Regions from separate parts of the Mus musculus genome. Here all the other regions are linked to region 2. The links are chromatin contacts, called in public promoter capture Hi-C and targeted proximity ligation maps. All regions are on one chromosome and are shown on one strand. The core of a region is the stretch at or near the end of the contact, and the rest is flanking DNA. Distances in the headings are between cores, read along the strand shown.

What was found. Promoter capture Hi-C pulls out the DNA fragments that hold promoters and counts their contacts.
Region 1: a targeted proximity ligation map of pancreatic cancer cells shows a contact between it and region 2. A contact is called at or near these places in 6 of 39 promoter capture datasets (the SN4741 cell line, cranial neural crest, frontonasal cranial neural crest and 3 more), 1 of 484 Hi-C or Micro-C datasets (embryonic stem cells), 8 of 130 datasets of targeted methods (astrocytes, bone marrow-derived macrophages, embryonic forebrain and 5 more) and 1 of 9 other capture datasets (adipose tissue).
Region 3: a contact with region 2 is called in a promoter capture Hi-C map of cranial neural crest. A contact is called at or near these places in 4 of 39 promoter capture datasets (the 3T3-L1 cell line, cranial neural crest, frontonasal cranial neural crest and 1 more), 1 of 130 datasets of targeted methods (embryonic stem cells) and 1 of 9 other capture datasets (embryonic stem cells).

What each region holds. Positions count from the first base shown.
Region 1 is chr19:38,834,808-38,838,948 of GRCm38.p6, forward strand. Tbc1d12 (TBC1D12: TBC1 domain family, member 12) reads left to right here and starts at 1,772. Exons shown (of 13, transcript NM_145952.4): 1 at 1,772-2,639. The coding sequence starts at 1,900.
Region 2 is chr19:38,394,574-38,398,277 of GRCm38.p6, forward strand. It overlaps Slc35g1 (solute carrier family 35, member G1), which reads left to right and starts at 1,407. Exons shown (of 3, transcript NM_175507.3): 1 at 1,407-1,728. The coding sequence starts at 1,542.
Region 3 is chr19:38,755,861-38,759,613 of GRCm38.p6, forward strand. Plce1 (phospholipase C, epsilon 1) reads left to right here. Exons shown (of 32, transcript NM_019588.2): 22 at 2,955-3,086. Among named protein-coding and RNA genes, the nearest start is that of Noc3l, 62 kb to the right of the region's middle.

The DNA of each region.
Region 1 (4,141 bases), core at 522-3,021, 440 kb after region 2:
GCTGACATTAAAGTCGTGCACTACCACCACCTAGTCAAGTTGTCTTTTAAAATATTGAATTACAATTTTTTTCTTGAGATAAAAGTTTGCTGTGTAGCTCATGCTATCCTCAGATTTGCTATGTAGCCCAGGCTGGTCTTGAACTTGAGATTCTCTTTTGCTTCACCCTAGAGAGTTCTGTAATTACAGATGCTTTCTACCACACTGGCTTATTTCTGTATGTATTCTGGGTACTGTCCCTGTAACTAATACAGGATCTATCTACTCTCTCTCTCTCTCTCTCTCTCTCTCTCTTTCTGGTTTATACACATTCTTTGGTTTTTCCTTTTGAAAGATGTTTTGTGTATGTATGTTCAGGTGTGTGTGTTCCTATGTATGAGGTAAGTATACACTCATATTTAGGGAGGAGAGAGTTCAACTCAGCTGTTACTCCTTTGGGACTGCCCATCTTATTGTCTGAGACATGACCTCTTAATAAGATCTAAGGCCAGCTGCCTTAGCCAGGCCGGTTACCAGAGCATCCCAGGGACTGCCTCTCCAATGTTAGCTGTACAAGGGCATTCTACAAAGTGGCTTTTTATGTGAGTGCTGCGATACAGGAAAGGTCCTCATGCTTGCATGACAACGTGACCAACTGAGCTATCTTCCACCTTTCAAAAGATCTTGATAATAAACGCTTTTACTGCTTTGTTTTGCTAAGTATTCCATTCTATTTCTATACTTGCTTTCAGAGGCATTTGTAGAATGAATGGTCTCTAGTTACTGCATTATCCTACTACAACAATGTCTATTTGGGCCTTTTACAACAACTTCATCTCTTCTGAAATACCAACACTATTGGGTCTCTGCCCTATGCTCATTCTTCTATGGAGGTAGAGTCACTTGATATCCCCCGACCCCCTTTGTGGCTTACATAAATGGCCCCTTCGACCAAACCAGAACTTTAACCCAAGTTTATAACTCTCACTATGTTAGTTAATTCCAATGTCTTTCCCCAATCCAGTTTCCTGTTTCTTCACACCACAGCAATCTCATAGCCTTGTTATTCCTGGCTGCTCTCCTATCACTCCTGTGGCTAGTTATTATGTCTTGCGATTCACACATTAAATACATTTTATTTCCACTAAACGGTCATTATATCTTAATCCATTACCACAGGTTGCTGCAGTTATTTTTTTTAATATTTATTTATTATATGTAAGTACACTGTAGCTGTCTTCAGACACTCTAGAAGAGAGCATCAGATTTCGTTACAGATGGTTGTGAGCCAGCATGTGGTTGCTGGGATTTGAACTCAGGACCTTTGAAAGAGCAGTCGGCAATCTTAACCACTGAGCCAAACAGTCCTTCTCGCCCTGGCTCCATTTCATTTCCGTACCCAGGTGACACGACAACCAACAACCAACGTGTTAAAAAGTGTTAGGAGATCAGACTTTGGTAAACATGGAAGACTAAGTGGAAAAGATAGGTAAGGGGCTGTCATGTGGACAACGAAGCCCTGAACGGTTCCAGGAGTTCTTCACTGCTGTTAGAGAAGGTAAAAACTGTCAAGACAGGAGCACTTAAACTAACTTCCTTAGTTTCCTCTCACAAACAAATCGCCGTCAAGTGATATGGTTTATGCGAAGTGAGCCTTGCCCTCCCTTAGGCTAAGCACTGTCACCCGGGTGGAGGATCTCAGATTGTCCTCCCGGGTCGCTCTAGCTGCCGTCTCTATGGTTCGGGGACGCGCCGGGTCGCGGGCAGGCCCGGCCCCGCTGGTGCGCGTGCGCGATCCCAGCGCGTGCCCGGCCTCCGGCAACTGCCCCGGCCGCCGGGTGGGAGGGGTGGGTCCGGGGACGTCGCGGCGGCCGTGGCCGCGAACCCTGCACGCAGGGCAGTCCTCCTCCGCCGCCTCAGATGATGGGTCCCGAGGATGCCGGAGCCTGCTCGGGAAGGAACGCCGAGCTGCTCCCAGTCCCGGGGCCCATGGGTCAGGACGGGAAGACCGTCCCGGCCACCAGCGGCTTTAGCGGAGGCGCTGTCGCCGCGGAGCCGCCGGAGGAGGCTGGAGAGGAGGAGGCGCCGCCGCCGCGGCAGCTCCTGCAGCGGTACCTCGCGGCGGCCGCGGGCCCGCTGAAGCCCGGGCTCGGCGGGGCGGAGGCGGAGGCGGAGGAGGCGGCGGCGGCAGCAGTCCCCGCGGCGCGCGGCTCAGGCATGACCAACGGAGACTCGGGCTTTTTGCTGCGCCAGGACCGTCGCGGCCCAGAGGAGGCACGTCGCCGCCGAACCTGCGGCCGTCCCTGCCTGCTGGAGCCCGCGGACGAGGGCGTGGACGGTGCGGGTGGCCTGGACGACTGGGCCGCGCCGCTCGAGGACCCGCTGCGGAGCTGCTGCCTGGCGGCCGGGGACACGGACGACCCGGACCCCGCAGCCGCCACCCCTGCCGGGAGGGCCGTCGAGAGCGCGGAGCCCAGCCTCGGCCTCCCCGACGCCCGCTTCGGCTCTCGGAACACGTTCGAGGTGAGCCGCCGTCAGAGCGCCGGCGACCTCCTGCCCTCAGCGGGGCCGTCCGCACCCTTGCCAGCGGCAGAGCAGGGTCCCGGGGGCACCACGGCTCGGGCTCGACGGAGCGGTGGCTTCGCGGATTTCTTCGCCAGGTATCACACTGGCCGCGCGAGGGGCTTGGGCGGGGCCGGGAACGGGCTGCCTTCCAGCGTACGGAACAGGAACGTCGGGACTCAGCTTTGATCTGTCGCTAGGGTAGGGGGACCGGATGGCTTTGTGAGCTCCGGGCCTGGAGCCAGGATTGGTGTTACTCCGTCCCCAGGAAGCGTTGTGCTTCCAGGTCTGACCAGCCTCCCAATACTACACATTCAGTTTCTTCATCTGGAACATCAGATAACCACTGCCCTATTATTTTTTTGTAATTGTATTACTAGGATTTGGACTGGGCGGGCGGCAGTGTGTGGTGTAGAAGTCTGTGAAGTTTATTTGCTTGGAGTCTAAGCCCGTTCCATTAGTTTGGGGATTCGAGGTTTTTTTTTAAAAAAAAAAATAATTTAACTGCACACTTATTTTGTGTTAATGTGTGTGCGCACATGTATCCTTGCGTGGAGATCAAACAATCTTTGGGCTCTTCCTCTCCCATTCTCTGGATAGGGGGGATTCAACTCAAGTCAAGTCTAGTGGAAAATGTCTTTGCTATTTTGCGGGCTTAGTTTGGGGATTCTTAAATTCAGAAATGATTTTTTTTTTCTTTTTCTTTTTTGATTTTTGTCGGCTGATCTCGAACTCACAGAGATCCGCTTGTTTCTGTTTCCCAAGTGCTGACATTAAAGGCATATGCCGCCATGCTGGGCTCAGAAATGATATTTTTTTCATAGTATTTGTTTCCGTTGCTTTTACTAAAGCTCATTCCTTGTCGGGAGTACACACTTTTAATGCCGGTACTCCTATAGAAGGATGAGGCAGGAAGATTGCCATGAGTTCAGGGGCAGCCTGGACTACACAGCTATTAGTAGATCTACTAGCAGACCAGCCAGGGTTACATAGCACGATCTTGTTTCTAAACAAAGCGAAACAGAACGAAACTGGCAGTTTAGTGCTTAGAATAAGATCCCAGTCTTTTAGCTCAGATTACTATAGCTCTCTAGGAAATTAGGAAATCCTCTTCTACTTATCTCAGATAGGCTTTATCTCTCTTCATGAACTTCCCTACCCCCAACCCCCAACCCCCATTGTTAATTGAACTCAGGGACACAAGGCAAGTAGCCTACCTATGGAGTTACATCCTCAGCAACATCATGTGGTCTCTCCTCTCTCTCTCTCTTCTCTCTCTCTCTCTCTCTCTCTCTCTCTCTCTCTCTCTCTCTCTCTCTGTGTGTGTGTGTGTGTGTGTGTTGGGGGTGAGGTTTGACTCACTTTTATGTGAGTTTTTATGTTTGGGAGCATGTATTTTATGGGTATGGATTGCTGGAACACTGTAATTACCTGGAGAGACTTCATTCTCCCTCATATCCCATCAAGAAGGGCCTGCTATGTAGTTGAAGCTGGCCTTCAAACCCCCTCCTACCCTACCTCAGTTGGGATTTTCCTCAGCCCCTCTACATTGCTGGGGTAACTTTAATTTTTAGTGATGTTTTATCTGTGATTTAACATT
Region 2 (3,704 bases), core at 157-2,656:
ATCAAATACTTATAAAACGAGTTTAGGAGAAGGAATCAACGTCCTTTTATCTCACCCATACGCAAATGTTTCCATCTTTCCCACCACCCATTAAAATGTCTGTTTACACAAAGCCCAGTGCTATATTCCAGGAATTGCAGAACCAAAGATCAGCTTCCCCTTTCCCCTTCTTCCTTCATTTCAAGAGGGCCAGTTCTTAAAAAACTGGCGATGGAATAAGACTGTGAGGTTTGACCCCAGCCAATGGGGAAAAAGACGAAGTCCCATCTAAGGGGGAATGAAAAATAAATGCATTTCCTGTCTACGAGTTCCATCTTCAGAGTACACCCTCTTTTTTTTTTTTCCATTTTTTATTAGGTATTTAGCTCATTTACATTTCCAATGCTATACCAAAAGTCCCCCATACCCACCCACCCCCACTCCCCTACCCACCCACTCCCCCTTTTTGGCCCTGGCGTTCCCCTGTACTGGGGCATATAAAGTTTGCGTGTCCAATGGGCCTCTCTTTCCAGTGATGGCCGACTAGGCCATCTTCTGATACATATGCAGCTAGAGTCAAGAGCTCGGGGTACTGGTTAGTTCATCAAGAGTAAAATTTACCCCGCCTAGGCCCTTCACTTGGAATATCGGTCTCTTTCTTTGAAATCTGGAGCTAACAGAGCTGAGGTAGCTACTTGTCTCAGTTTGTTGAGACAGCCCCCTTTGCCTTGCAATTTTTGTTTGTTTGGATGGTTGGTTTTGGTTTTGTGGAGAAAGGGTTTCTCTGTGCTGCCAGGGCTTTCCTGGAACTCGCTCTGTAGACCAGGCTGGCCTTGAAGTCACAAAGATCCTCTTCACTCAATTTGCCACCACACCCAGGTGCCTTGCATTTTTAAAGAGCCCTCCTTTTCAATTTTATGTTTCAATCTTTATGTTTACACCTTAAATTCTTGGACAGGTCGAAGTGTGTTTAAAAACTCACATAATGCTTAGAAGTCCTCGGGGCATCACAGAGGTGATCCATATCAGTAAACAGACACTCAGTCCCTTTTAATTTAATTTAATTTAATTTAATTCATGTATTTATTTAGGGAGGGCGTCTCACTATACAGCCTTAGCTGGCTTTGAACTCACAAACCCACATGCCTCTGTCCCTAACTGCTGGGAGTAAGGGCGTGGGCTACCACGCCCAGCTCAGAGGTACAGTCTTTCTAAAGCAGCAGAAGGCCCCAAGACCCGAGGCGCCAGGGCTGAGAACCAAGCGTCCCTCCCTGTCTGTGCAAAGACAGAGGAGGACCAGTGTGCTGTCTAGCCCGACTGCCCTGGGGTGGGGGTGGGGGACAGTCACCGCGCCAGCTGTAGCCACCGCAGCCGGAGAGCACGAGCGAGCGCAGGCGGCGGGCTCCCCGGGGCGGGAGGGCAGCGGAGGACAAGCGCGCGGAGCCGGGCGCACGCGCACGCGCACACGCACCGGCTCGCCGGGGGCCGGAAGAGCCGAGCGGCCGGGCGGCAGCTGCGGGCGCCAGAAGGCGCGCGGCTGCGGGGAGAGCGCGGGCTGCGGGATGGGGCCCCCGGAGAGCGCGGCGGAGCTTGCAGCCGAGGCGGTGGAGCTGCGCGAGCCCGAGCTGCAGCTCGCGGACCCGGCGTCCCCCGGCGAGGAGCACGTGGACGTCGAGGCGGAGGGCGCCCCTGGCCGCGGCAGGTGCTGGCCGTGTGGAGCCTGGGCGTGCGGCTCGCGTGGGGAGCCCGGTGAGTGCGGGCGGGCGGGGTCGGTCTGGTCCTCTGCGCACCGGCCTGAGCCGAGACCCAGAAAGTTTCCGAGTGTTAATAACCCCAAATTGGTGACGGGGGGTGGGGGGTGGGGGGGTGGGGGACAGGACCTCGCAGTCCAGTGGCAGTCAGAGGTGAAAGGTCACCGAGAGGGGCCAGGCAGCGGGTGGCAGGAAGCCGACTTGGAACCCACATCGTGGGTGTAAACCGATCTTCCTGAACCAAGTTGGAAAGACTGGAGTTCTGGAAGTGTTTGTCACGGAATCTCAGCATCGCAGAGAGGAAGAGTTCAGTGGACCACTGACCCTCAAGCTTTGGGGGGACAGGGGGACTTTTTAGCTACTGGCTTAAAACGAGGTACACCTTGCGAGGAGCCTCGGTGAAGAACCCTTAACTTTCGTTCAAATTCCCCTAACAAAGAAGTAAAGAGAGGCCGTGGAAGATGGGGGTTCGGGATTCGGTCTCACCCCACCTCCATCTGCCAAGGTCTGGGTAGGGCAGGTCCAGACAGCACTAGGTAAGGCTCTCTACTTTTGCCAGAGACTCTGTCTGCCTAGGGCCCTTTCCACTAAATAGCTTTCCAGTAAGAAGCCCATCTTTTAGACCTTTCTCAATCTAATCTCCGGGGTCTCTTCCCCTGAATATGCCCTACGACTTCTGTGCCTCTTGTCCCACTCAGGTTCCTACCTTCTTAGTTGTGTTTTTCTGAGTTAAGAGAGAAAAGTCTCGGGGAGATGAGTATTGCTACATTTCTGTCCTGAAAGCAAAGAGAAAAGATCTCGGGTTTCTGATTTTGTTTGCATGGATAGGTTACCCCATGTTGGGCTGACTAACCCGGGAGCTCCTGAGGTCAGTTTTTTTTCTAGTCACCCTATGGGTGGATGTCATTCTGGCCTAATGTGGAACTGGGCCTTGCAAACTCTTTAGTTTTCCATTCGGGCATGAATGAAGGGGTCTGCATACTTACTCAGGCAGCACGTGCTAAAAATGTCAGCACATCGTGAATGCCCAGGAATCTTGCCCTTCAATTTCAAGACAAGTTTCTAACAGTTATTTTGAAAACAAAGCACAAGCCACTATAAGCCAAAAGTTGGCATTGGATTTTTGACTGGCTCATTTTAGACTCTGTGTGCAGTCTAGGCTGGCTCACACTCTGTTGTCTTGCCTAAGCCTCCTTGAGTGCTGGGGTTAAGGGCCTCCATCATTATGCCTGGCTTTCAGACTCTAGATCTTAGTGGTTTCTTAACAAAACTCACCTTCAAGCTTAGGTTGGAACTGGATACCCTTACCCAGTTTAGAGGTTTGCTGATTCTTGTTTGCTGTTTCCCGTACAGTGTAGAGTCTGTACTAAAGAGAGAGAGTTGTCTTAGCCCTGTGCACCCCATTTTCCTGCTGGAGTGAGCACTTGGCATAGTGTACCAGGCCTTCAGCTAGCATCTACAAAGTTCCAAACCTAAGTTACCCCCGTGATCCTAAATCAGGTCCAGGTTACTGCAGTGTGGAGAAGCCAAGTAAAAAAAAGGTTTTTTTACCCTCTTCTGGAAGTTGTCTGGTGACTGCTTAATTTGAGTCATTAAACGCTCAACTTGTGTAGAGTGATTAGATACACCTTTCAGTGGATGTTAGCGTGGTATACATGAGAAAATGCCTCTTTGGGCTGCTTTGCTGGTCACCATTTTCACAGGGAATTGAAATTATCATGTAATAAGAAACTGAGGTTGCCCAAACAGAACTATTCCTTGTCTTCACTAACAATCCATTTCGATTCAACCCTCTGTTACCTGCCTGTACATAATCAGAAAACAGGAACCTTAAATATTTGTATGTTTTTTTATTTGGGCATGGTGGCACAAGTCTTTGGAGAGAGGGGAAGTGGGACTCTGAATTGGAGGCCAGCCTGATCTAGGACCGCCCGGGCCATATAGGGAGATCCTGCCTCTAAATACATAAATGAA
Region 3 (3,753 bases), core at 1,216-3,715, 360 kb after region 2:
ATATATATATATATATATATATATATATATATATATATATATATACATACATATATATATGTGTGTATGTGTGTGTGTGTGTGTGTGTGTGTGTGTGTGTGTGTGTGTGTAAGACCAAGAGTATTTGGCTTGTCCTCATCCCTGGACTAACTAGTCTCTGGTTCTTGGTCACCCCAGCAGTGTCAGATATGCTCGTTTGTGCTTTTAAGCACACCTCTGTCTTTTCTCTACCCATGTCCTTACAAGGGTTACCGTTTTCTGTGGAAGACCTCCCAAACTGCTACAGCCTAAAGAGTTACTCTCCATTTGTGATCTTTTGTTTTGCGAATTGTATCTTGGGTATTCCGAGCTTCTGGGCTAATATCTACTTATGATATGCACTCACTGATAAGTGGATATTAGCCCAGAAGCTAGGAATACCCAAGATACAATTTGCAAAACACATAAAACTCAAGAAGAGGGCTGGTGAGATGGCTCAGCAGGTAAGAGCACCCGACTGCTCTTCCGAAGGTCCGGAGTTCAAATCCCAGCATCCACATGGTGGCTCACAACCATCCGTAATGAGATCTGACTCCCTCTTCTGGAGTGTCTGAAGACAGCTACAGTGTACTTACATATAATAAATAATAAATAAATCTTTAAAAACAAAAACTCAAGAAGAAGGAAGACCAAAGTGTGGACACTTCAGTCCTTCTTAGAAAAGGGAACAAAATACCCATGGAAGGAATACAGAGACAAAATGTGGAGCAGAGACTGAAGGAATGACCATCCAGAGACTGCCTCACCTGGGGATCCATCCCATAAACAACCACCAAAACCAGACACTATTGTAGATGCCAACAAGAGCTTGCTGACAGGAGCCTGATATAGCTGTCTCCTGAGGGGCTGTGCCAGTGTCTGACAAATACAGAAGTGGATACTCACAGCCAACCATTCATTGAATGGAGCACAGGGTCCCCAATGTAGGAACTAGAGAAAGTACCCAAGGAGCTGAAGGAGTTTGCAGCCTCATAGGAGGAAACAAAATGAACTAACCGGTATCCCCAGAGCTCCCTGGGACTAAACCACCAAGCAAAGAAAACACATGGTGGGACTCATGGCTCTAGCTGCATATGTAGCAGAGGATGGCCTAGTCAGTCATCAATGGGAGGAGTGGCCCTTGGGTCTTGAAGGTTCTATGCCCCAGTATAGGGGACTGCCAGGACCAGGAAGCAGGAGTGGGTGGGTTAGTGAGCAGGGGGAGGAGGGGAAGAGATAGGGGGTTTTTGAAGGGGAAACCAAGAAAGGGGATAACATTTGAATGTAAATAAAGAAAATATCTTTTTTTTAAAAAGGGGAAAAAAAAGAGTTACTCTCCAATGAAACAGCTATAGACAATAGTGATGATGGCTTCCCAGGAGCCTTCAAATCACTCTTCTTAAACTAGAGCTGGGTCTGTGTGGTTGGTGTGCGTTCTTTCTCTCACTCAGCAAATATGTACTACATTCCTGCTATGCACTGGGCACCGTGCCTGGCATAAAGGATCCAGGGACTGAATGGCCCAGGAGTGAGAAAGAAAAGTCACAAAAGCATCATCATCATTGTATCTTTTCCACTGAGTCTTCAGACTAATCCTAGGAGTAAATTCCTTGAATCACACCTACTTTTTTAGATAAGAAAAAAGCAGAAGTTTTGGTCAACGATCATGTCAGAAGAATTTTTTAAAAAATCATTTCTTTAAATTTTTTGAGATTACAATTGTATCATTTCCAAAAAAAAAAAAAAAAACAAATATATCATTTTCTTCTTCCCTTTTTTCCCTCTAATCCTCCCCCATATACCCCTTCTTTCTCTCTTTCAAACTCGTGGCCTGTTTTTTTTTTTTCCATTAAGTGTTGATATATATTTTTCATATATATATATGTATAAAATAATTTTTAGTAATTGTTAATATATATTTTTCACATATATAACAATTTTCATTAATTGTATGAATACATATATATTGTATGAATATACACACATATACATACACACACACACACACATATATATATATATATATATATATATACATATATATATATATTTTCCTTAATGCATAGTACAGCCTGCTGAGTCATTATCTTGCTACTTGTATACAATATACAATATGCGTTATATATGAGAACTGCCGTTGTATATGAGAACTGCCCATTTGGTGTGCCCTTCCCTGAGGGTGACTGTCTCGCCCTCTCTCAGCATTCCTTACTTTACCATTACAGAAAACCACAGCCAATCAGAATGCAGAGTTGTGACGCTCAGTCCCAAAGGATACATCAACAAAACTACTCCAGCACCTAAGGCTCGGGGAACATTGGGGAGGAGCAGCAGAAAGATTGTAACAGCCAGAGGATTAGGGAGTTTGCTGTGACATTGTTTCCTAGGAACAATGTCAGAAGCCACGCCCATAAACACAAGATGAATAACAACAAGAATAGACATGGGAATGTGGATGGTGAAAGCCCACGAGGCTTCAACAAGGAATGCCAGAAGACTTCTAGTATGGACTAATGCTATGCCCAGGCTCATGATTATTCTTTCATCTCTCCAAATTGGTCATTAACCTCTAGGAAATAAATATTAACTGCAGCATATTCTGTATGTGCAGTTTTAAAACTCAGGGACACAGTTCACTAGAAGTGTGTGTGTGTGTGTGTGTGTGTGTGTGTGTGTGTGTGTGTGTGTGTTGCTCTGTAATTTGGGGATTACTCCTTAATAGCTATGCAGTGTTTGTTGCATTTGTTTAGAGATTAAATAAACTTGGCTATATTTGCCTACAATACTATCATCAGCCATGCTAAACTATAATGGATCCTCTGTGCTGTGTAACAAGGAAATGGTAGGACTGCAATCTAAACACTAATGAGGATGGAAAATGTTGAGCCCTCTTGCCTGTAGCTTTTGGCTTATTTATTTTCATTTTATGAGAACAGGCCTGTCAACTCTAAATTCATCTGGCTCTAGCAGAGGGAAAGAAAGGAAAAGCAGGAAGTCCATTTTTGGCAACAATCCTGGCAGAATGAGCCCCGGGGAGACAGCGCCATTTAACAGAACATCTGGAAAAGGTAGCATTGCCTTCTCTCAGTATCTTTGCTTGGTCCTGCATGCCACATGACTCACACATTTTGCTGTCTAGCCACTTCCTTTGAATTTTGAAATCCACCGTTATGTTCATAGATGTTTACACTACCCAAGGGCAACATAAATGTTTTTCAATTGTTAATTTATTCTTTGAACTCACTGCAAATGGCATTTTTACTGACGATGTTCTCACATTGTTCGCCTCAAAAGTAAAATTGGAAGCACCTTCCACTGTTCTAGCAGTTTCTGGAACAGCGTCCCGAATCCACAGGATACATTATTTCACTTCTAATTACTTCTCATTGTAAAAGTAATAAATTCTCCCAGCTAAGAGTCCAGCTGATGCACAAGAGGAACAGAATTCCTTTCCATTCTCAGTGCTGTGATGTTGTTTCTCCCACTGGGGAATTCACTGTAATGTGTTCAAGGGGAAAAAAAATATTTTAAAGAAAATCCAAATGGGATGTAATCAAACAGGAGCTCTCAGTTGCCACACACCAGACTGTACATTTGTCGGCCTTATCCTCTTGCATGCCTGTATAATATTCCTTTGTATGGACATCTATTTAACCACTTGATCACTGATAGAATATTTGGATTTTTGTTTCTTGTTGTGGGTTGTATATACTTGTATACAGACTTTGTATTTGT